Regions from separate parts of the Anser cygnoides genome. Here region 1 is linked to region 2. A link is a contact called in public Hi-C data. All regions are on one chromosome and are shown on one strand. Each heading gives the region's core, a stretch centred on a gene start, on an enhancer-like site or on the middle of the called end of the contact. The rest is flanking DNA. Distances are from core to core; before and after follow the strand shown.

Region 1 (5,141 bases), core at 219-2,718, 85 kb after region 2:
GATGGTCTTCTCCTTGGTCCTCACCCTTGGAATCTCCTTCACCATCGAACTTCTGCACAAACCTTTAGGTCAGAAATGAGGGGAAATGTCACTGCCCTTCACCCACTGCAGCTGTCAGCCGAGGCAGCAGGTGTGGTGTGAGCAGCAACGAGGTGCCGTGCTTTGTGTCTGGGGGATGTTATTGGCTTGGTGTATGAGTTCTGGTTTAATACGGTATTCAGGATCTGAAAATAAAATAAAATAAACATCCCACTGGCCTCTGGGGAATTGCTGCAGGTTCATGCTGTCAGAGCAGGATCTGGTCCTGTCTAGCCTGTCCATACCTCAGCAGTCCCAGGGAGGAGAAACATGATTTTTTTAATCAGAAAGCCCCCACCTTTTGTTCAGGGTCCCCTTTGCTCAGGGACACATCACCGCTCTGTCCTATGGTGGGTCCCAGTTGGTCTGGACGTCACAGGATATCGGCAGAGGTGACCCACCAGCTTCTCCTGTGCATCCCAGGCTGGGAGCCAAGGCTTTTGCTCTGCTTTGGCAGGAGGGTGACAACACGGAGGGTTTTGCTTTTCCAGCATGCTAACAAACATCGTCACCACGTTATTGGATGAGGAGAGCGATCACCTGCCGTGTTTGCTGGGCAGGAGTGAGGCAAGGTCAGCTCCCTACCTCGGCTGACCCCAGCCAGGACAACGGAGCGTCATCTCCACCATGGTTTTCAAGGAAAACACCAACATATTTGTTATCCTTTGGTAAAAATTTACCCTTCTTCTTGGTTTTGGAGCTGGTTGGTGGAGTTGGGCTGGGCTGGGACACACGGGGCAGTGTTATGGGGGATCATTGCCAGCCCCCTGGCTTTATCTCACCTCCCAGTTGGACTCCAAAGCCCAGCCAGAAAACACCTTGTCTCCTCTGGCAGAGCCTTGCTCACTTAAATCAAGGAAAGTAATTCAGTTTTTAACTTCTAGAGACATTTACCGGAGGGAAATGGATAGGGTGTGAATAGCAGGGCACGATTAAGGGAAGTGAAACTGGGAATGTGTAAATGAGCAACCTGATCTGAAGGGTTAATGTTTCCCTCATCAGAGGGACAAACGATATTGCGTGACCTAGAGCCCCAATCACAGCCTGACGGTGCTGCCCAGCTTGTGGCTTACGCATTTGCAGCAAATTTCTTATCTATCAGCAGCGATTGAAAAGGGGGAAAAAAGGCAAATAAAGATCAGCGGTATTGTATCACCGGCTCTCCCTGCAGACCTTGCTGTACTGATAATCATTAACTCTCCCAAACTGAGAGCCACCGCAGAGCTCAGGATTAAAACATAGCATTTCTCAAATTTACAGGAATTTAATGCATATTTGATGCTGCTTGAGGAGAGAAATGCCCAGCGTTTCCATAGCCCCTAGCTCCGCTGCACAGCCTGTGTGTGCCACGAGGAACATGGCCCTTGAAAGCAAATGCACTTTAAACCCAGCCCCTTGCTGTGGGTGCAAACACCTCAGAGTGTTTTTTTGTGCTCCTGTGGCCATGCACGAGTCGGTGCACTCAGCCCCTCTCCCAGTTATAAGCCAAAAGGACGTATTTAATGTATAAAGTGAAAGAAAGGGTCAAAAAACACGCTTAAGAAAGAAATACAAACGTCAATCTAAAAATGTATTTTATTGGGCTGCTAATAATGAACAGCGGTGAGGGCAGGGGGTGGTGAGCAGGATAATGAAAAGCTGGGGATCTGGACACAGCTGTCCCCTGCGTGCCCTGGGTATCTCGAGCATCCTCAGCGGGACCTCTCTCCTCCCCGCCTTGGGCAGGGGACGCAGAGAGTGGGGGGGGGGTCACCGTGGTCCTCCCACAGACCCCAGATGCTGCTCAAGCAAGCTCAGGTTTTTGGCACGCTCGACGTTCCCCTGCACACTGCTCAGGGCATCGGCTCGTGCAGGGAAATCAGCGGGCAGCCTCGAGGAGCTCAAGTCCGGCCTCACCGCCGGGCGGAGGAGCGAAGCAGGGGCTCGCCTGAGGGTGCTCGGCGGTGCCCTCCCAGCTCCGGGCCAGCTTCAGACCCCCCTGGTGCTTGATTTACGCTGCTGTAACTGGGATTTGAACCCAGCCTCGCTAACAACCTTTCCCTTTACTGGAAACAAAATACGTTCATCTCCTGGGTTTGGAAACCCATGTTATTTTACGTGAACACAGAGCTCTGTCCCCCATCATTAGCAGATGTCCTGCACACGAACTGCGTTTACCTATAAAGTCTGCTTACTCCAAGCAAATGTTTCTCCATTTTTTTCTTTCTTTTTACTTCAATTTGAAGTGAAAGGTACAGTATAGGATTCAAATGCCTTTGCATTACATGGGTTTCTGACCACTCGAAAACCCCATGGAAACAATGCCTTCATGAAACCGAAACGCCCGCTGAACCGCCTCGCTGCGTTTCACTCTGCCTAGCTGAACGTCCCTCTGATTTTCCTTTATTGCTTTACATAGCACTTAGCTTCTACTTATTTCAATTTTATTTCTTTATTAGAAAAACACCACCACAGATCCTGCTTCAGCTCTCACTGCGTGTCGGTATTGCTGCCCCGTGGAAGGTCGGGCCATCGCCAAAGAGGCAGAACCACGGAGCAGCTCCAAGGAAGGTGATAACCTGGTGGCTGAAGCCCCACGTGCTGTGTCCCAGCTCGCTCCCACACTGAAGGCTGGCTGCAGGGCTGCAGGACGGGAGGACTAAGAGGGGACTCGCAGAAGGATCCCGAAATTTCCGAAAATTCCCCGAGAGCTGGCCGGCCCACTCGCCATGATCTGAGCGGCGCCTCTGACTTCTCTTTGGCTCGAGGATTTAACGTTAAGGCAAAAATAAGACACAGTGTAGAAGCTCCATCAAATCTTTGGCACAACAGCAACAACAACAACAACAAAAAACGACTGTACACATGAGCTGAGAGGGGAACATTTCCCAGTTAAGCAAAGGGAAAAGTGCTAAATAAATTGCACGTACTAAAAGGTGGCTGGCTTAAAAACAATAAGAAGCATCGTCGTCCTTTTTGTTTCCTTTCTGTTCCAGAGATGAAGAAAGTTCCTTGGCCAATCGTCATCTCGAAAAGGGGTTTCTGCAAAAAAGCTGCTTGCAGTCTTCATCTGGATCATGCAACCTTTGCCAAGAACAGATGTAACTCTGGCTGGAAGCTCCTCCACCCTCCCTTCCCGGTTATTACTCCTGGAAAGAGAAAGAGGCATCGTCAGAACAGCGAGCACGTGCTGTCCTCACACGAACGACCCTGGGTGACGCACGCTGGGGTTTCCTTGGGACTCATTGACCCACGGTGCAAGCTTTTAAGGGTCTGGCTTGTGGCTACACAGCATCACCGTGTAGGTATGGCCGCGGCCAGAGTTCGTAGAGCAGAGGGGCTGGGAGAAAGAGAGAACAAGGAAGGTTTGGGGAGGAAACAGAACAAGGTAATTCGGTGCTGGCTCCAGCTCCCGCTGCATGAAATGAGAAACAATGGCAAACGCCTGCTTAGGAAAAGACCTCCGGGTCCATTTTCAGTTTCAGAAGTCAATCTCTGTACTACAAAGGGAAAGCAAGCGAGCTGGGGCAGCCCGGACTCGGGCAGGAGGTGGGGTTTACGGTGGTATTTTGGTTATTGGATTCATCCCCACGTGCACGGCTTCTCAGCCCGCAGGAGGGGCTGAGGCAGGTGTGTTTGGGTAACTGGGTTCAGTACACAATGCTAAGGCCAGGTTCGCAGCTGCCACTGGAAAACGCACAGCTCCAACGTGCAGCAGCTCCGGACAGGGAAAACCTCATCTAAACCCCCTCTGACATTAAAATAAGCCCTGTGAATATCCCACAAACAATCGTTAGCATACTTCAAAACACAGTAAAATCCTTTGGGCCTGCTCTTTCATGAGGTCACATCGCAGTTGTCCAAACTGCCTTCATCACGTGGGCTCCTAAATCCTCCTTTAAGTAACTGAGGAATTTAGAAACTTGGAAATCAGATCCCGTTTTCTGAGTCCAACCACTGTTTCTTGCTTTTCGCCAGTGGATTTAAGAGCCTTTTGGGGTGCAGTGCATCCCTGATGGTCCTTTGGACACGGTCATCAATTCTCCAGACAGACTAGTCATCTTGCTGACCATCTAAAAAGGTCAAACTCCTTAAAGCTGGGCTGAAAAGCATTTTTTTTTTTCCTCAAGCCATTTTGTTGCTGTACTCTTTCCCCTTTTCCATTACTGAATTTTATAACATTAAGGTAGAAAGTGGTGTGACTTGTTAGGTCAGCTTGATGGTTGGACTTGAAGGTCTTGAAGGTCTTTTCCAACCTCAATGGTGCTATGATCTATGTATGTATTATTAAGACACCAATGTTTTATTTTATTAACACTAAAATTAGGGTTGCTGCTTGTGAGATGACCCATCCCAGTTGAGCATCCACACCGGGTTAAGGGGACGGGGGACACAAGACCCCCACTGCCACCCGCTCCTGCCAAGTGCAGACCCTGGGGAGCATGAGCTCACCCTGTGGATTGGCACACACTGAATATGAAAACTCAGCTCATTATTGCAATTATCATCAACGATTTGGTGTCTCTGCAAACACACTACCTAGCGCTGCCCTGAGCAGGAGGAACAACTGCCCCAATTAACTGGGACTCGAGATTTTGAGTAAATGAGGGTTAGGTGTGAGAATATTAAACAGCCTTGTGTATCGCAAACGTTTGTTAGGAAATGCCTAAAACGAATTTCCAACGATAAATAATGTATATTAATAAGCTGTAAAAGAAATGCCGGTAGTTTAATTCATCACACATGGAAAGAAAAAGAAGAAAAAGGAGGGAAGTGACAAATGTTCTCTTTAATATTAAAAGCCAGCAGAGAGACAAATCCCCTGTCGCTGACTGGGACAGCAATCCTGGCGAGCAAACCCCTTTCCACCGCAGGAAGGAATTACCCCGCAGGAGCAGCCCCGTGCCCTCATCCAAAGCCACCAGAGTCAGAGGGACTCCGGTTCCCTCTCTGGTGCCTCGGGGGCTCTTTAAAATGCTGAATAAATCGTGCCTGATATCGCAGCTGGGAAAGATGAAGAGAAGGGGGGTGACCGAAGGCAGGTCGAAGTGCCACAGACTTGGGATGAGGGATGTGGGACGGAG
Region 2 (5,205 bases), core at 1,511-4,010:
TTTCCCAGATATTACCAAGCCTGAGGAGAAGTCTTTTCAGGCCGGGCGCAGAGCAGGACTTGAGCTAATAAGCACTCTCCCCTTCTGCAGCATCTTCGTATCTTCTACATCACCCTGACTTACAGTTTGTGCCTGGCAGCCTTGGTGCAGTTCTCTATTTTGTCTATTCAGCAGCTTAGCCTTACTTACAATTTCCCATTCTGCTGCTCACACGAGGTATGGTTTTTTAAACACAGCTCTCTGGCTTGTCTTGAACGTAGCCTGGGTACCAGGAAGGTGCTCTTGGAAGCTGCAGAGAGTGAGGGGCCAGAGGTTTCCTTCAGTCACAGCCTCATTTTTATTTTTATTTATTTTTATTTTTATTTTTATTTTTATTTTTATTTTTATTTTTATTTTTATTTTTATTTTTATTTTTATTTTTATTTTTATTTTTATTTTTATTTTTATTTTTATTTTTTTATTTTTATTTTTATTTTTATTTTTATTTTTATTTTTATTTTTATTTTTATTTTTTATTTATTTATTTTTCACTCACTACATATCTGGTGTACCTCAAGCAAAGCTGCTGTGAAGATTACAGCAGTGGCTTCCTCAGCAGCGTGGTGCTTCGTTATGAGCTCACAGCAGGCTGAATCAGTGAAGACATCGGTTCTGCTTTGCCAGGTTGCCACCCAAGACCGACAGCGTTTTGTGTGTCCGAGCATCTGCATGAGTGAACGTAGTCTTGCCGTGACTTATCTGGGAAATAGGAATGTGACTCATACCAACATCCGCAGGGTGTAACTTACCCAGCAATGGATGAAGGTCAAGCTGAGGTTTGGCTGAGAGAACCTGACGCACACAGGTCCACGGGACCTGAGAGGCTGTGTCCACGGTGCTGAGAACGTTCTTGCAAGGCCACTCCATAATCTTCAAAAGGGCATGGAGGTTGGTGGGCAACTGGAAAAGGCAAATGCCAAACCTGTTTTCAAAAAAGGCTAAAGAATCAACCTGGGGAAAACAACTGGGTCAGTCTCACTTCAGACCCTGAGAAAATCATGGAGCATGGCCTCATGGAGCGTGTTTCTGGACACCTGAAGGAGAAAGGTCTAGCAAAAGGTCTGGATTTACCAAGAGTAAATCATGCCTGATCAACCTGATTCCCTTCTGAAATAAAATGACTGGATTTGTGGATGAGGGGAGAGCAGCAGATCCCACTTACTTTGACTTCAGCTTGCTTTCAACAGCATCTCTAATGATATTCTTGTATCCAAGTTAAGATGTTATGGTCTGGATTGGGGGGCAACGGGATGGCTGAAGACTTGGTTGGATGATCAGGGTCAGAGGGTGGCTGAAGACGTGTGCTCCTGGTGGTTGCTAACAGATGGGGTAATGCGGGGGTCTATCCTGGGACCCATCCTGTTTAACATTATCCGTGTTATCCGTGACCTGGAGGAGGTGACAGAGTGCTCTCTCATCAGGCCTGCAGGAGACACAAGGCCGGGAGGACCAGCCCATATTACTGAGGGCAGGGCTGCCGCTCAGAAAGACCTACAACACTGGAGGGGAACCTTTAAGAGTCAACAGAAGCTTTATGAAATCCCACAAGAACTTGTGCAAAGCCCTGCCGCTGGGGAAGGAAGCACGCCTGGCAATGACACAGGCTGGGGAAAGACCAGGTGGGGAGCAGCTCTCCTGGGCAAAACTTGAGAAGATGGAGCCAGGATCTTCACTGAGGTGCATGGAGGGGGAATGAAGAGACGTTGATTAATTGGAACATGAAACCTTCTGACTAGATATAAGGAAACCCTTTCTCACCGTGACGAGAGTCAAATAGCAGGGCAGGTTGCCCAGAGATGTTGTAAAAACTCCGTTCTTTGACATTTTCAAGGCCTGACTGGGTAACGTCTTGAGCAACCTGGTCTGACCTCAGAGCTGACGCTGGAGCAGAAGTTTGGAGAAGCGATCTCCTGAGGGCCCATCTCATATGAATTGCCCTATGTTCCCAATGTATGTAATTTAAGTATATCTGCAGAGTAGCTTATTTACAAAAGGGAATGTTTGCTTAACTGATAAAGAATGGCACAGAAATAGTGTGGTGTGTGGCATATATGTACTTCCAGAGAAACAACCTTTTATTACGTTCCCTCCTCAGAGAGACGCCAAAGGTTACGGGAGATACGCTAAGTAAACAGGCTAATCAAAACCACAATGTTGGAATTTAAACCAGCGACTGATAAGTGCTAATACTTAACTCCGAAGAAAACTGCTAATCCGCCTAAACAAAATGCAGGAAAAATAAATGGTACCAGTGATTTTTATTGGGTGTTAAAGATTAAAAGTTCCATTTTAACGTGCCATCCTGGTAGAAGTTTCCATGAAGGTCTGGGGCAGGGGAGGAAGAGGGGGACGAAAGAAGCCAGAAGAGTCTTCCTCCTGGCTCAGGCTGGTGTGATAGCATTTTATCTTCTCTGGAGCGGCAGTCTGCAGACAGCCCTGTGGCCAAGATACGCCTCCCGGCTAGCTGAGCCATGGGGCTCGCCTTGTTACAGCCTCCCAGGGCTGTTTGGCACAGCAGGCTGGGCGCTCTTCTCCTCCCGGATTACTTTTCCCCACATGCTCTTCAAAACTACTCTCAGACAACTGCAGTCTCATAAAATGATTTAAGGTTATACTTGCTCTCTATCACTAATGTTTTGTGGCATTAGGTAATTGCTTAATTGAGCATTCAGGAAAGCATTAATATATTTTTCTCTGCAAATGCATTATTAATATATACATTACAATCTCTGCTGTTAAGGCTTTGTACAATTATTAATAGACTTACAATGATATGAACTGGACGAAAATATTTTCTTCGAGGAAAAAAGTGCAAAAGGTTACAGATTGTAACTGGTCTACCATCATTATAAGTTACATATTTGTATTAAAACTCCTTTACACCAATAGTCCCAAGCCTGTCTGCACCAGTCAAAGTGGAAAGCATGAATGTTTCTGTCCTGTTCCCCTTCAGTTCACAATGCCAGCTTGGGTGTTTGAGGAATAACGAACTGCTTCGTATCTACCCATTTTGACAACTGACTTGGCTGCAATACAGTGTTGTTTCTTTTCCCCAGAAGAGCACACCGTACAAAACACTGCCCCGTTCTTTCATGCTCTATTTAGGATTGCACTGACAACCTGTCTTCCCTGAAAGTGGGAAAGGCAGTACATCTGTGTGCATTAATTTGTTTTTAATGCTTCTGGGAAGAACACATTAAACACTTTTAATGAGATTTTTTTTTTTTTCAAAATAGCGTGGAGTGCTGAAAATGTAAGTGTCCTTAAATATAATACCGAGGTACAGGAAATGGTGAAGGGATCAAGGCAAAGACAAAAAGGAGCTGCAGAAGAAAAAAAAATGCTTGGGAAGATTATAGCAGCCGGGTGTCTCAGGGCTGGGAAGCAATATTCTGAGGCTGACTGTTAAAATAATCGTTAAAATGTAAAAACTGGGTAAGATACTTTTACTGATACTTTTTAAGATACTTTTACTGATACTTTACTGATACTTTTTACTGACCGTAAAAACTGGGTCAGATCAAAGCGACATCTAGCCCAGCCACCTTCTGTCAGTGGCTGATAGTGTGTGAATGGGAAGAGTGTAAGAACAGGGCAAGCACGTTCTGTATTTCCCCCCAGATACTTTCCCAGCTCTAGCAACTTGCCAGTCAGGAACTTGCTGAGCTAGAGCAAGAGTCTTTGATGATTTTTCAGTTTCTTTTAAAGCCCGTGTAAAGTTTTGGTATCTACGATATCCTAAAGCAACAACAACCGATAGCTTAACTAGAGGCTATGTGAAGAATTATCTCCTTTTGTTTGTTTTGAGCCTTCGAAGGTCTGCTTTCATTTGATGTACCCCAGTTCTTGTACTTGATAAGCTAGAGAACAATCCCGATTCCTGCTCCTTATTTGGACCACTGAAAATGTTATAGGCTGTGATCTTACCCCACAGCTGCAGACTGAAGAGACCCAGTCGAGTTAGCCATGCCCCACCTGGAAGCCCTCCTGCTATTTCTGATCATTCTGTTAAATGTCTTGAGTCTTTTCCAGTTCTACAATATTATTTCTGAGAAGGGGTACTACACCTGCGCAAGGAATTCAAGACATAGGTGCATCAGGGATTTATACAATGACGTTGCATAAAACTATTCTTTCTGGTTTGATCTCTCTTTCTCTCCTAATATTTTTTAACACAATTGTAACAATTCTCAATTTATATTTTGATCACTCCTGAGCCCTGAGCTGAGGTTATCACAGCATCACCTCTTGTTACCTCACAATTTTTTTTCCTCAGTGGTAAAAGTCAACTCAAAGCTCCTCAGTATATATATATATATAAAGCCAGGATTATTTTTTCTCATACATTACCCTTTCATATTTATCTGATTTGAATTTCACCTGCCGTTTAGTCCCTGAATCAATACAGTTATTCGCAGCTCTTCACAATTAGCCCTACCATGCAGAGCTTAAGTATCATCAGCATGTTTTGTAAGTCACTATTCACCTCTATTTCTATCGGTTATTTGTCCATATCTCATAACCCTTAGCAACCTATTTTTTTTAAAAGTTCCTTTCAGGATCTTACTGAGTGCTTTTCCTCAGAAGCAGTTCATTGAATCTCTCCTGGTCCATGAGCTTGCTGTGAGACACTAATTTTCTCTACCAAAGCTATACTGACTTCCCCTAATGTGTCCTCTTCATGTGTTCACTAAGTTTCTTCCGTTCTTCAGCATAATTTTTACTTATTTGTCTAGTAAGGATGTCAGGCTTCTGGTTCAACAGTTTCCAAAATCCTCACTGAAATCCCTTCAATAACCTGATGTCCCATGAGCAACCTTTCAGTGCCCTGTGATGCCGAGGTAGTTTTAAGTGAGAAGTTAGAGATAGAAGTTAGTACCTGCTCTTCCTCATCTCTGAGCTGCTTGAAAACTCCTGGCTGAACGCCACCTGGCCTCAGCAGTCTGCTACTGTTCAGTTTTCAAACATTCCACCCTCTTTTCTAGTTACACTTCACCTTGAGACACGTCTTCCAATCACTCCCCTTAAAGAAGCTTCCCAGTATTGGAATTTGCCCCAGTTCACCCATGCCATTCGTAAACGCAAAAATCCATTTAGTATTTATTCTGTGGCTGTATCTTTGCCACGTGATCCTTCTGCATCTTTGCTATCTATTAGCCTTACAGA

What was found. Hi-C and Micro-C count contacts between places; a contact is called where the count stands out from the background.
Region 1: a contact with region 2 is called in a Hi-C map of liver, with 3 times the contacts expected there. The contact joins two enhancer-like sites. A contact is called at or near these places in 2 of 7 Hi-C or Micro-C datasets (both in liver).

Annotation. Positions count from the first base shown.
Region 1 is chr4:6,463,748-6,468,888 of Taihu_goose_T2T_genome, forward strand. ATOH8 (atonal bHLH transcription factor 8) reads right to left here. Exons shown (of 3, transcript XM_048047474.2): 3 at 1,636-3,206. The coding sequence ends at 3,201. Among named protein-coding and RNA genes, the nearest start is that of ATOH8, 20 kb to the right of the region's middle. Within about 2 kb of position 1,469, at least 2 of the 3 cell types and tissues checked have open chromatin away from gene starts, as enhancers often do. A contact at or near this core is called in liver, where this site is marked.
Region 2 is chr4:6,377,716-6,382,920 of Taihu_goose_T2T_genome, forward strand. No RefSeq gene overlaps it. Among named protein-coding and RNA genes, the nearest start is that of ST3GAL5, 6.4 kb to the right of the region's middle. Within about 2 kb of position 2,761, at least 2 of the 3 cell types and tissues checked have open chromatin away from gene starts, as enhancers often do. A contact at or near this core is called in liver, where this site is marked.